Linked DNA regions of Mus musculus: region 1 is linked to region 2. Evidence: chromatin contacts called from public Hi-C data. All regions are on one chromosome and are shown on one strand. The core of a region is the stretch at or near the end of the contact, and the rest is flanking DNA. Distances in the headings are between cores, read along the strand shown.

Region 1 (6,306 bases), core at 97-2,596, 280 kb after region 2:
TGTGTGTGTTTGTATGTGTGTTTTGAATTGTTTATATTTGCTTCTCTTCCTTTCTTAAAAACTTAGGTTCTTTAAGCAGAGGTACTGTATCACTCATGATAGAAACCTACTAACTGTCTCACACAATGAATTAATAAATGCAGCTAATTTAATCTGAACAAAAACTTAAAAATACACTCATTCCAGATAGGGGAAGGTTCTCCCTGAGTTTACCATAGAGGCTGTCAAAAGCTTCCTATAGCACAATATGAATGGACAGGTTCCTACTGAAGGTCTATTGATCTTACAAGGAAATGGTGATGCATTTGGGGTGGGGTGCAGAGGTACTTTTATCTAGGCTGTAGATCATTATAATGGGGAGAATAGTGAAAGCAATTTTGCATGGAAACAATCTCCAGCTGCCTGTAACTTTGGTTCAGCAAATGTCACCGTGCAACTATTTACTACAGTATTTATTACTCTGTCATTAGCTCATAAATAATACCAACCTAGCAACCAAGGGACGATGCCATGCAACAGCGACCGTGATAAGAATTTAAGAAGGCAAAGAAGCCTATGTTCACATCTAAGGAGGAGGCGTAGAGGGTAAACTCTAGCAATTACCAAGACTCATAACTTTCCCTATAAAAACAATCTGAGCAAAACTGAAAGGGTGCTTAGAGTAGCATTCCTCACTAGAACACCCTCATAAAACCACAGAACCCACTGGATATAGCTATATCTGTCATCGGCCTGGGGCAAATAAACCTCAAATTGGTGGGGATGATGTCAAAAGGAATCCTTTTTGGTTGTCATATTCACATTGAAATTCTGATTCTGAGTACTGAAGGAGAGCTGGGAGCCAACTGGTTTGTTAGTTGTGTTTTTCTAAGTGAGAGCTGAGAGATGTAAAGAAACTTGGGACAAAGCCCTCTAATCTTCTGCTCCATTTTTGTTGTGGTTCGGTTTGCTTTGGTCCTATCTTTTAATGGCCTGGAATGTTTTATTGGGCCTCACAGCATCAAGCTTACATCTTGCAAAATATTGCTTCCCTACTTTACCATTAGATAAATAATTTCTAGAAGCTTTCACCAAGATTCTTGGCAGGAGGGGTGTTTGTTTGGTTGATTGGATTTGGGTTTGGGTTTGTTTGTTTGTATTTCCCTTCAGGCCTTCTGACCACTCACTTTTTGTTAATCACTCTGGGCCTCCTGCTCTCATCCCCAGTTTGAATGCTGGAATGATCCATGAAATGAGATCACTCATAAAAGAAGCGAAATCTCTTTCATCTTCAAATCTCCTGGGCTCGGCACTGACGCTTCTTGTGTAGAACTCAGAACATTTGGAATCAATGTGAGCAGATGGGTGGAGGCTGTATTTTCAGCTTCGTGAGTCACTGCAGAAATGAGCCCAAGGATTTCATTTCAGCCTTCCATGGTGTTGGCTCCAGGGACCATTCAACTACTGCTAGTACTTGCAAGTTGGATAACCAGCCCTTGAACCTCCCTGCATCTTAATATCTCTTATTGCAACATGAGTTTATAATAGCTCCCTCATTGTCTTCATGTTAAGATTAGGCCAAAGTGTTTAACCCAAAACTTGTCCTGCCTCTAAGATCTGCAAGGATAAAGATGGAGCCGAGACTGAGAGAACAGTCAACCATTGACTGGCCCAACATAAGAGCTGTCCCACGTGAGAGAGATAACTCCTGATACTATTAATGATACTCTGCTTTTCTTGCAGGAACCCAGCATAACTGTCTCCTGAGTATCTTCATGGATCAGTGGATATAACAGATGCAGAGACCCATGGCTAACCTCAGAGAGTCTTGTGTACAAGTGGGAGAGAGGACAGAGCAACCCAGTGAGATCATGGACACCACTAGAAGACCTATGATGTCAACTAACATGGGCCCAAAGAGGCTCACAGAGACTGAACCACTAATCAAAGAGCATGCAAGGGCTGGGTCTAGGCTTCTCCCTACATTTGCAGAAGATATATCGATTGGTCTTCATGTGAGCGAGTCCCCTAACAGTTGGAGCAGGGGACTGTGTCTAAATCTGTTGCCTGCCACTGGATCACCTTCCCCTACCCGGACTCCTGGTTGGGTCTCAGTGGGCAAGGAGGTGCTTTGTGCTGCTGGGACTAGAAGACCCAGGGTAGGGTGGTACCCAAGGAGGGCTTTTAGGGGGAGGGATTTGATAGGACTGGGATTGGAGGAGAGGAAGGTGACTGGGGGAAGCAATGTGAACAATTTAAATCATGAAAAAAAAAAAGAATAACTTTAATGCAATGAGTGGTTCTCAACCTTCCTGATGCTGCAAGACTTTTTTACAGTTCATCATATTGTGGTGGCCTCAGTCCATAAAGTTATTTTTCGTTACTACTTTGTAATTGTAATTTTGCTACCGTTTGGGATCGTAATATGAATACTTTTAGAGATAGAAGTTCACCATAGGGGTCTCGGCCCACAGGATGAGAACTGTTACTTTAAACTACACCCACACTTCCAGGAAAAATATGATGACCTCCAGAGTGGCACCTTCAAAGCCACTCCACTGAAGTTTTCTTTTCCCAAATTATGTCCATACCTTTCCTTTGTTAATTACTTTTCTTCCAAGCCCTTAAACCATTACTATTCAGAAATATTGCCAACGAGATATCTGTGTCACAGTTGTGACCAGCCACTTCCACCCAATGTGCAGTGCAGATCCATGGATAAGCAGTCTCAAATTCATTATCTGGCAGAGCAGGAAATAAGAACAAAGCTTGGCCCTTAACCTTGTTTTGGTAGATTTTAGAGACAAGTTAAGAAACGATTCAAAATCAGCTCCCGAAGGCACAGAGGTTGGAAGGGGGAGGTTTTCTTGAACCTTTACAAGAAACACACAAGTTTTCTTGCCACATTCAATCTTGACCTTACCCCTACCTCTGATGAAATGCTTTTTCCTACTGTAAGTGCAAGAAAGAGAAAAAAATAAAATAAAAAGGCAATAGAAATAGCATAAGTCAGAGCACCACCTGAAAGGTCTGGTCTCTTACAGTGCACACCAAGCTAAACTGTCAGCTTGTGAAATAGGGAAATTAAATGTGAGGGCGGCTACATGGAGACACTGTTTGCATGTCCTGTGGGGACTAGCAAAGGCAGGCATATCCTTCCCCAGGAGGAAATGCCCAGCTGGAAGCACTGCTCCTCATGAAGCTGAGTAGTCCTCTGTGCATTTTATGTGCAATTAATTAAGTTGATGGTACATACTTATAAAATATTACATGATGTTTCAATGCATGCCCATGATATAGAGCGTTCAGATTACACTAAATAGAACTGACTAGTTATATAAATCACAAGCACTAGCAACTTGAACTAAATCCATTTATTCTAGAGCTCAGAAGTTAGACATCAGTTTCACTAATATACTATCAGGTTATATAGCAGGCAGGTTCCCTTAGTAGACCTCAGGAGGAAAGGGTTTTCCTTGCCTTCTATTTCACATACCTGTCTGTTCTTTGACTTGTGTCCCTTCCTATAGCTTTAAGAACATTGTTTCATTCTTTATTTTTATCATCTCTTTTTTGCCTGGTTCCTAATCTATCCCTCACACAAGGATCATATTATCACACTGCCCCTCCTTGGAAATCTACCGACTCAAGACCACTAAGAATTTCAAAGTGTCCTCTGCTGCATAAGGAATTGACATCTTAATAGTGACACTTTTTATATCCACAAAAGTGATAAATTTCTTTTCAAGTATACCTCCTTTGCATTTCTAAGAAATGAATTTTAAGTGTCAGTGTAAAGTCATGGCAAAAATCATGTTAAAATTTCTTTTTTTTTAAAGGTGTAATGAATTTTAATAGTAAAAGGATGGAAATGACCAAAATGTTCACTTGTAAAAAAGTTTGAAAATTTGAAAACTTCATTTTACTTAGTATATTTTATTAGATATTTTCTTTATTTACATTTCAAATTTTATCCCCTTTCCTAATTTCCCCTTCGAAAGTATCCCTATCTCATCCTCCTTCCCCCCACCCCCTGCTCACTCCCGCTTCCCTGTACTGGCATTCCCCTACACTGAGGCATTGAGCCTTCACAAGACCAAGGGCCTCTCCTCTCGTTGATGTCCAACATGGCATCCTCTATTACATATTTGGCTGAAACCTTGAGTCCCTCCATGTGTACTCTTTCGTTGGTGGTTTAGTCCCTGGGAGCTCTGGGAGGTACTGGTTGGTTCATATTGTTGTTCCTCTTATGGGGCTGCAAATTCATTCAGCTCCTTGGATCCTTTCTCTAGCTCTTCCATTGGGGACTCTGTGAACAATCCAATGGATGGCTGTGAGCATCCACTTCTGTATTTGTCAGGCACCAGCAAAGCCTCTCAGGAGATAGCTATATCAGGCTTCTGTCAGCAAGTACTTGTTGGCATCCACAATAGGGTCTGAGTTTGGTAACTGTATGTGGGATGGATCCCCAGGTGGGAGAGTCACTGGATGGCCTTTCCTTCAGCTTCTGCTCCATACTTTGTCTCTGTATCTCCTCCCATGGGTATTTTGATCCCCTTTCTAAGAAGGACCAAAGTATCCCACTGTAGTCTTCCTTCTTTTTGAGCTTCATGTGATCTGTGAATTGTATCTTGGGTATTCTGAACTTCTGGGCTAATATATACTTATCAGTGAGTGCATACCATGTGTGTTCTTTTGTGATTGGGTTACTTCACTCAGGAGAATATTTTCTAGTTCCACACATCTGCCTAAGAACTTCATGAATTCATCATTTTTAATAGCTGAGTAGTACTCCATTGTGTAAGTATACCTCATTTTCTGTATCTATTCCTCTGTTGAAGGACATCTGGGTTCTTTCCAGCTTCTGGCTATTATAAAAAAGGCTGCTATGAACATAGTGGAGCATATGTCCTTATTACCTGTTGGAGAATCTTCTAGGCATATGCCCAGGAGTAGTATAGCTGGGTACTCAGGTAGTACTATGTCCAATTTTTTTTTGAGGAATTGCCAAACTGATTTCCAGAGTGGTTGCATCAGCTTGTAGTTCCATCAGCAATGGAAGAGCGTTCCTCTTTCTCCACATCTTTGCCAGTATCTGCTGTCACCTGAATTTTTGATCTTAATATTTCTAGTTTAACATTTTCTTGTTATTTATTCTGTCTCATTTCACAATTGGTTGTTACTCAAAGACAAAATTTCTGTGTACTTTGCCTTTCACAACTTTGACAAACTCACTGATTGTCTTTAGAGGTTTTCTTTATTTTGTATTTAAGTAATCTGGTGAATGGTTACAAGAAAATATTAGATTCTGGACACACAAAGTCAATCCCACACATATAGTCAAAGCAGTGGAGATAGCATCTACAAAGCCTGCATGAGTCCAAGTCAGGACCAGATCCCAGCATAGAGAGGGGAGCTGGGCACCTTGGTCTATGACTAGTTGATGTGACAAAGAAAATAATGAAACCTCCAGAAGGCATTAAGAATCTCGTGTCAGTCACACAATAGCTGCATGTTTGCTAAAGGCTATCGATGAACTTGAGCTGTGAAACATTGCTCTACGCTTTATGAACAAAGCTGAGGCTGACCTAAGCAGAGATTCAACCTCCCACATGGTTCTTGGAGTGCTACAGGGATGTGCAAAAGAAATCCCAAATAGATAGTGGTGAGGAATGAAGAAAATATGACCTAAGAAATAGGGAGGTCGACTTAATAATGTGAATGGGATGGGTGAGAGAGTTACTGGATCACACTGTGGTGGCTGCCTCAGAAGGTGACCAGGACAATAACTTGACAAATAATACATCAAATATTGCCGAAGATAAAAAGGATGTGAAAGAGACTATGCCGGGGCCTAGCAAACACAGAAGTGGATGATCACAGTCAGCTATTGGATGGGTCACATGGCCCCCAATGGAGGAGCTAGAGAAATTACCCAAGGAGTTAAAGAGATCTGCAACCCTGTAGGTGCAACAACATTATGAACTAACCAGTACCCCGGAGTTCTTGTCTCTAGCTGCATATGTATCAAAAGATGGCCTAGTCGGCCATCACTGCAAAGAGAGGCCCATTGGACTTGCAAACTTTATATGCCCCAGTACAGGGGAACGCCAGGGCCAAAAAGGGGGAATGGGTGGGTAGGGGATTGGGGGGGTGGGTTTGGGGGACCTTTGGGATAGCATTGAAAATGTAAATGAGGAAAATACCTAATAAAAAAATCAAACAAACAAACAAAAAAACTCACAAGAAAAAAAAAAAAAAGAATTGGGAACAAAACACCCATGGAAGGAGTTACAGAGACAAAGTTTGGAGCTGTGCCGAAAGGAT
Region 2 (7,133 bases), core at 1,341-3,840:
TCCATGCTTATTACATTGGAAGTGGCTCTTCTGTCTGGCTGACTTTTGGCCCTCCTCCGGAAGTTCTGTGCCAGTTTCATTGCTTCTACAGTTTAGGCCAAGTGACATGTAGGGTGTACCCTGGAAACTACTCCCAACTTCCTCAGAAAAACACTTCACTTTCAGAATGACTAAGGCAGCACCCGAGGTGCCATGGTCTGAATATGTGTGTCCTCTGTGGTAGTTATGTTGCAACTGAATCTCTAGTCCATCAGTACTGGGGGTGGAGCTTTAGGCAGGGATTAGGCAATGAAGGCCCTACACTCAGTGATGAGTTTAGCACCTTCTTAAAATGACTGGAGGGAATTATCTATACTCTTTGCCCATTTGTTTCTTTTGTCATATGAGGAGACATCCATTCCCACTGGAGAATGTACAAGAGAATCTAGGAAGTAGCCAAATTGGAAGCAGAGATTGGGTTATTGGCAGACAAAGAACCCAGTGGAACTTTCACTTTGACTTTCCAACCTCCAAAATGTCAAATAATATATTTTTATGGTGTATACTACACTTGTTATCCAGTCTCGGATATTTTAATAAAGAAATGAATTGACCAATACAATGGCCTTTAGTGCTAAGAAATAGCAGTGTCCTTTGCCTCGAAGGAAAGGGGTATAGGTCCCATTTTCTAGCATCCAGGACCTCTGATGGTAATACAGTCTCCAAAGAGATGTACTAAGAACTGTGTCTCTGTTTTGTACAAAGAACTTCCATGAGAGTCAAGCCTGATAAAGCTGTTTCCAAACTCCCTGATTTTTGTAGACTAATGTTTCACATCTTACTGACACCTAGGAGGCAAATCAAATTCTGACCCAGAGATGACTGTGGTAAAAATATCTCCACAGGATTGTTGGACTAATCTACACGAGGCTATACTACCCAAATCCGAGGTATATAGAGCAGCCTAAATTCCATGGACTTGTTGGATCTTTGAATGAGTATCTTCTTATATTTACTCATTGAGCTCTCCAGTGTCCCATGTCCTAGGCTTGGAGAAGAGAGAATACTAGAGTTAAGTTTCTTATTTTATGCAATTTACATTCTAAAGGAAAAAGAGACATTAACCTAGCTAGCAAATAATTGTAGTTAGTCCTCCATTTTTAGATGTTCCACATTCCTAGATTCAACCAATCATATGCCGAAAATATTTAGGAAAATTTTTGTACTGAAAGTGCACACTCTCCTATCATATTCTTTAAATTAGTTACAATATAGCAACTAATTGTAGAGTGTTTCATTTCAGTAGATAGCATAGGTAATCAAGAGATGATTTCAAATCTTCAGGAAAGTGTGCATAGGAGTTACACCTGAGTACTATGCTAATTAATATGAGAGACTTAAACATCTGAAGATTTCAGCATCCATTGTGGATCCCTGGACCAATCTACACTTTTTATTGATGGACAGCCAATATGTGACACACTCCAGTGGGTAATATTCTAAAGAGATTTCATGTCTGATAAAAACAAATAGAGATTACTGACTGCTTGTGCTCAAGAGAAAGAATAAGAGAGGCAGGACTGAAGAGAGGACATTCATCAGGGAACTGGATTAGAGGAGGTAGCTGTGCCTCACACATGTGCCTGTGGAAGGAGGCAGATCCCAAGCTGGAGCGACATAAGGAACTCCTGCTACATAGGACTATGAAAGCGCCTGATGTTTTAAAGGGTGCATTCAGCAGAGAAATAGACACAAAGAGATCACCCACAGCCCCTGCCCCTGTTACTCACTCCACAGGGAATGTGCAGAGTAATGCCTATTACAAAAGGGCTGTATGAATTAAGAGCATGTCACTTGTCTAAGTCATGATAAATTGATCTCCCCATCTCCAGGGTCTTTCCTGCTGCCTCTGCTCCATGTCTAGAAAGCTTCAAAGAAAGAATATAGGCAATTACCAAACACAGAATCATTCTGTTAGTCTGTCCATTGGAACCTTCTAGAATACATCAATAAACATTGGTATTTGAGCCTGCCACATTTTTTTTTTGTTGAGTCAGAGACCTAAGAATGGGCAGAGAGATCTTCTAAGAAGAAATTTATTGTATTTTTTAAATTATGTATATGTGTGTGGATATGTATGTATGTTTGTGCAGATGCCCATGGTCGTCAAAAGAGGTCATGTCTGACATGGGTGCTAGGGACCAAATCCTAGTCCTCTGCAAGAGCAGTTTGCACTCCTAATGAGCGCAGCACTCCTAATCTCTGCAGCTCCAAGGTCCAGAAATCTTAACTTTAAAGAGTCGATCTGGTAACAGCTAACTCCCATGACAGCAGCTCTGTTCTGCAGACACTGTTAGGCAGCCCTTTCTCATTTTCATCTCTAATGAAAGGTAGTACCTGTTACTTCAGCTCCAGTGCTTAGGAATCCTTTGTTTTAGAAAGCTGCAGGGCATTCTACATTTGCTCTGGAAGCTGCACAGTAAATGGTTAAGCCTTTCATGTTTTGCTATCCAAAGTGACTCTGTTTTGTTTTTTTGCAGTCTTTTACTGCAAAGCGCAGGCTTCTTCCGTGGGCCTAGCTTTCCAGCTCAGGCTCCCTTGAACTTATGATCCGCCCAATCAAGCTTCCGAAATGCGAGGATTCCAAGCCTCTTTCACCATGACATCTGTTGCACACAGCTTTTGTGTTTAAAAATCTTTGCTGGGAATAGACTTGGAGAGATTCTACTTATTTGGCTTCTTTCAAAAAACAAAACAAAACAAAGCAGGCTTTGCAAGTGAAAGTCTGGCTTTTATAGACCATCTCCATTATCTGAAAACCGTTTATTCTGAGCCACACATCAGTGACCATGGATCAGAATTAGAGATTTGAGGACAAGTTCCTTGACAAGTTCTATGACAAAAGAAGCTTTGGGAAAGAAAGTCAGGAATCAATGTGTTTACAAACTGCATAGCTGGGACTGTGAGGAGGCAGGCTCTGGTGAGGCCGAGATGTTGATGCTATTTAAATATTGTCTTTATCATGTTCATAACTAGAGTGCTGAAGGACGGGGCTGGCAGGTGTACCAAACTAAAGAGTTTTGGGGAAAGCCTGGAGGATTTAAGGTCAGATACTGAGGTTGATTATAAATGGCTCTTTAAAGGGGATAAAGATAGCAAAGGGTAATTTTGGTACCCGACCTACAACATTTCATCACTGTAGTCAAGATGTACTGAGCCAAGGTCAAGTGGTACGCAAAGTCTTTGATACAGATGCAGCTTCTTCGAGATCTTCTCAAAGGGCAGAAGCAGCAGGAGTTGAATCTGGTTTCTTTCAAACATGAGTGAATGCTGTGGCCACTGTGCCAGCCTTACTTCCCCCACCTAATGCTTCTTATTACAGGAGAAGTCCCTCCAGGTTGCAGATTCAAGACGTCTTTGCTGTCTCTGCTTCTGGGAATGGCAAAGGTTCTCCGTCTTTATTCACAGGGTCATCAGCTTTGCTCTGGGTTCACCCCTACCCCTGTGTGCTTGGTTCGGCATCAGGAGCCTGTTCCCAAGCACTTCAGTCGCTTAGTCCTTCTTCTGCATGTTTCAGCTGGTTTGTCTTTTCATTTATCTGCCGTCTGCCCAGTTCTCCCATGAGCTATTCACAAATTTATTAACAGATTATTTCCTACCTGCAAAATAACCCCCTCCCCCCAGGTCAGTAGCTGTCAGTTCAAGTTCAGTTAGTGATAACCCTTTGGTCTTTTGCAGTTTCTCATTCCATTAGGAATCAGAGTAAACCCTTGCAACACATACACATTCACAACTATGCAACAGTGGGCTAAGGCATTTATTTATGAGGCTGTGCTAAGTACAAGTGTCTTTATTGTGAAGGAAGGCTTTCCTAAGTATTGCTAAATCAAAAAACACAATCGAGGCCAGTCTCTGCCAGTCTCCACATTCCACATTGACTAGGCATTGACTAAGAATAAGTATAGGCTGCTAAAATAAAAAAGTTGATTGTATAACAAGTGGAAAAAGGTTTCCGTTTGTGAAGGAAAAATCCACAAGAAAGAGAAAGGAAAACCTAGAAACCACAAAGGGCAGTAATTCTAGTTACCATGGAAGGAAGGGTTGGTCCTGCCATCAGGAAGGGTTCTGAGCTGGTAATATGATTGTCTAAAGACCACAGGTCCTCAGCTGTCCTATCTACAGTTTCCTATTTACATACTTACTAATACATCTTTTATTTTTCTCAATATCTAAGAGAGCTAAGTTCATAAAATTACTGCAGCAAAGGTTCCCATGGCATTTAACAAAAAAACAAAAAACAAAAAACAAAAACAAAAAACAAAAACAAAACAAAACAAAACAAACAAACAAAAAACTTGACCCCTGGACTAAAGACAGGCTGTGGGGATCATTTGCCACTGAGTCCTTTATGTAGAGTCACAAATACTAAGAAATAAAAGGCAACTTGCAGATCTTATCTTCAAGCAGTGTCTGAATCTTCACTCCTTAGCATATTGATGTGAGCTATGTTTGCACACCACTGATGGGACTCATCATAAGTGTCTGTGGAATATGAGTGTGTGCGTGTTTCATGCAGGTGCACATGTGCATGTGTGTCTGTGTCTGTGTGTTGTGTGTAACTGGCCACTTAGCCCCACCGATTCTTACATCATTGCCTCCCAGTGCTAGAATTACAGATGCAAGAGGCCATGCTTAGCTTTTCACATGAGTGTAGGATCTAGGTCCTTATGTTCATGAGATGAATATGGAGCCATTGTGTCAGCTCAGATGCTTTGAATCAGCACACCTCATTCCTGGGTAACTATGAGATAAAAAAAAAAAAAAACCTCCTATAATTGAGGCAGATTTCTTCCCCCATTATTCTATCTACTCATCCTAAACCTGCATCTGGGTGCAGTTTGAGCAAACATAGCAGCTATTAAAATAATCTAAACACAGAAAGTTCCTGAGCTATTTCCTTTATGGCTTTATTTTCAGTGTTTGTCCTATCAAATGCTTTCTGACTCACTTCAGCATTTTACTAACTCTGCATAAAATGGGTTCTTCCATAGATGCTCAGAATTGAGGGTGGAATTCTAGTCAAGTTGTAGTTAGGACACTGTCCTATCTCTTTGCTTCTTTCTCATAATCATCGTTCCATTTCCTATCTGGTCAAGGAGTGTGTTCACATCTGCATGTAAATACCTTCCACTAGCATAAGGACAGCTCAGCTCTGATTCTGTTTTACCATTCAAATTTCACTATCTTCTGTGAATGCAGCTCTAGAACAAATGTCTTTCTTTCTCTTTCTTTTCTTTCTATCTCTCTCTCTCTCTTTCTTTCTTTCTTTCTTTCTTTCTTTCTTTCTTTCTTCCTTCCTTCCTTCCTTCCTTCCTTCCTTCCTTCCTTCCTTCCTTCCTTTCTCTCGTTCTTTTTCTCTTTCTTTTTCTCTCTCTTTCTTTCTTCCTTCTGTCCTTTCTCTTGTTCTTTCTTTCTCTCTCTCTTTCTTTCTTTCTTCCTTTCTTTCTTTCTTATTTTTTTATGTATATGTATAGATATTCTTATGAGTGTTAACACAATTTTTTGCACTGGTATGTGTGTATGTGTAACTTAAAGATGGATCAGGACAGTGCAGAGATCCATCCATTTTGTATTTTTGCTGAGGCTATTTTAGGTTTTACTAGAATTTTATCTTCTTGATGTAGAGTTCTGTGGAAAATTACTCAACTCTAGGAATCTGAGGTCAAGATGCCCCAGCTAACTTATGCTAACTTCTGTTAAAATGCCTGCCTGTGCAGAACCTCCAACTTCAGCTAACTACAAATATTCGTTTCTGTTAAACTGATTGCTTGTTGATAACCTCCTCCCACTACAACTGCTGAGTAAAAATATCAGTATGTGAGTTTTTCCTTAAAAAAAAAAAAAACCTTACCATAAACAATTGGTATTGCACTTGGGTTCTTAATACCTGAGTGTAGTCCCAGTCAGTTGGAATAAAGACATTCAGTTGACTATAAACTATGTCTGAGTGGTTGTATCTGGTGGCCCTCTATAACAACTATGTGTGGAGGCCTGAGTTTGGTGTTAGGAGTCTTCATCATTCTCCACTTTACCCACTGAAGCAGTGTCTCTGAGATCAGCCATCCACCTAGTCTAGTGAACTTAGCTTGCTCCAGTGATCATCATCTCTGCCTTCTGGAATAGCACTGGAATAACAGGCAGGCTGCCATGGCCACACAGTATTTATGTAACTTCTAGGGATCTGAACTCCAGTCCCCACATTTGAGCACTAAGTGCTTTATCCACTGAACCATGTCCCCAGCCTCAGAGTGTCTACATTTCACTCACAGAAGACAGGTATTGGTCCACTTGCTCTTGATTGGTACCTCTGATTCCCAAGGGGTTACCACATGGCCACACAACCCCCCAGAGCTTCTCTGAGGGCCTGCTGCACTGTTTGTATGAACACAGCCCTATTCTGCTGCCCCCTTCACCATAGAAGTGTCTAGTGTAGCCTTGCCTCATTCTTTCTATGATGACATTGATAATATAAAAACACTCAGCTATTTTATACACCTAAATACACTTCCATTCAGTCTCCAATAGGCAGAAATGCATGAAGTGAGGAGAAAATAAGCATAAAGAAAATGGAAACAAGATTTTAAAAAATATTTTTAACTTAGTTACCACTCAGTTGTCATGATGTTTTTATTTTACAATAGAGCTCTACTTGGGCACTAACTGTGTGTGGCTATCACATGAGTGTTTTCTCATTTAACCCTCACAGCAACTCCAAAAATGAGGGAACAGAAGTTCAGAGCAAGGATAGATTTTGCAGAATCCTGTCCATGCCTCCATTAATTCTGTCCATTTCCATGTGCTATCGATGGGATGCGGGCTCATTTAAATTAGTTATTTTGAACCATGAAATGTACCCTAGTTTTCTCCTGTCATATGTTAGCTATTATCATTATTATATTATATGCCTTAGGAGAGACAGTTTTGGAAAATGCATGTAATACAGGTTTTAAATTAATAAATACCATCCCAAATGACATGTTTAGAGGGGCAGGCCGAGCTCCACTCTGTTAGTTGCTGCACAATAAAATATTGTGTCAAACAGAGAAGTTCATTCATTCAACACATATCTGTTGGTAGTCCATGCAGAAACAAAA

The links. Hi-C and Micro-C count contacts between places; a contact is called where the count stands out from the background.
Region 1: a Hi-C map of uterus shows a contact between it and region 2, with 4 times the contacts expected there. The contact joins two enhancer-like sites. A contact is called at or near these places in 1 of 484 Hi-C or Micro-C datasets (uterus) and 1 of 115 datasets of contacts at active chromatin or transcription factors (fibro-adipogenic progenitors).

What each region holds. Positions count from the first base shown.
Region 1 is chr15:67,758,070-67,764,375 of GRCm38.p6, forward strand. No RefSeq gene overlaps it. Among named protein-coding and RNA genes, the nearest start is that of Zfat, 500 kb to the right of the region's middle. Within about 2 kb of position 1,347, at least 12 of the 459 cell types and tissues checked have an H3K27ac peak or open chromatin away from gene starts, as enhancers often do. A contact at or near this core is called in uterus, where this site is marked.
Region 2 is chr15:67,481,736-67,488,868 of GRCm38.p6, forward strand. No RefSeq gene overlaps it. Among named protein-coding and RNA genes, the nearest start is that of 1700012I11Rik, 260 kb to the left of the region's middle. Within about 2 kb of position 2,591, at least 1 of the 459 cell types and tissues checked has an H3K27ac peak or open chromatin away from gene starts, as enhancers often do. A contact at or near this core is called in uterus, where this site is marked.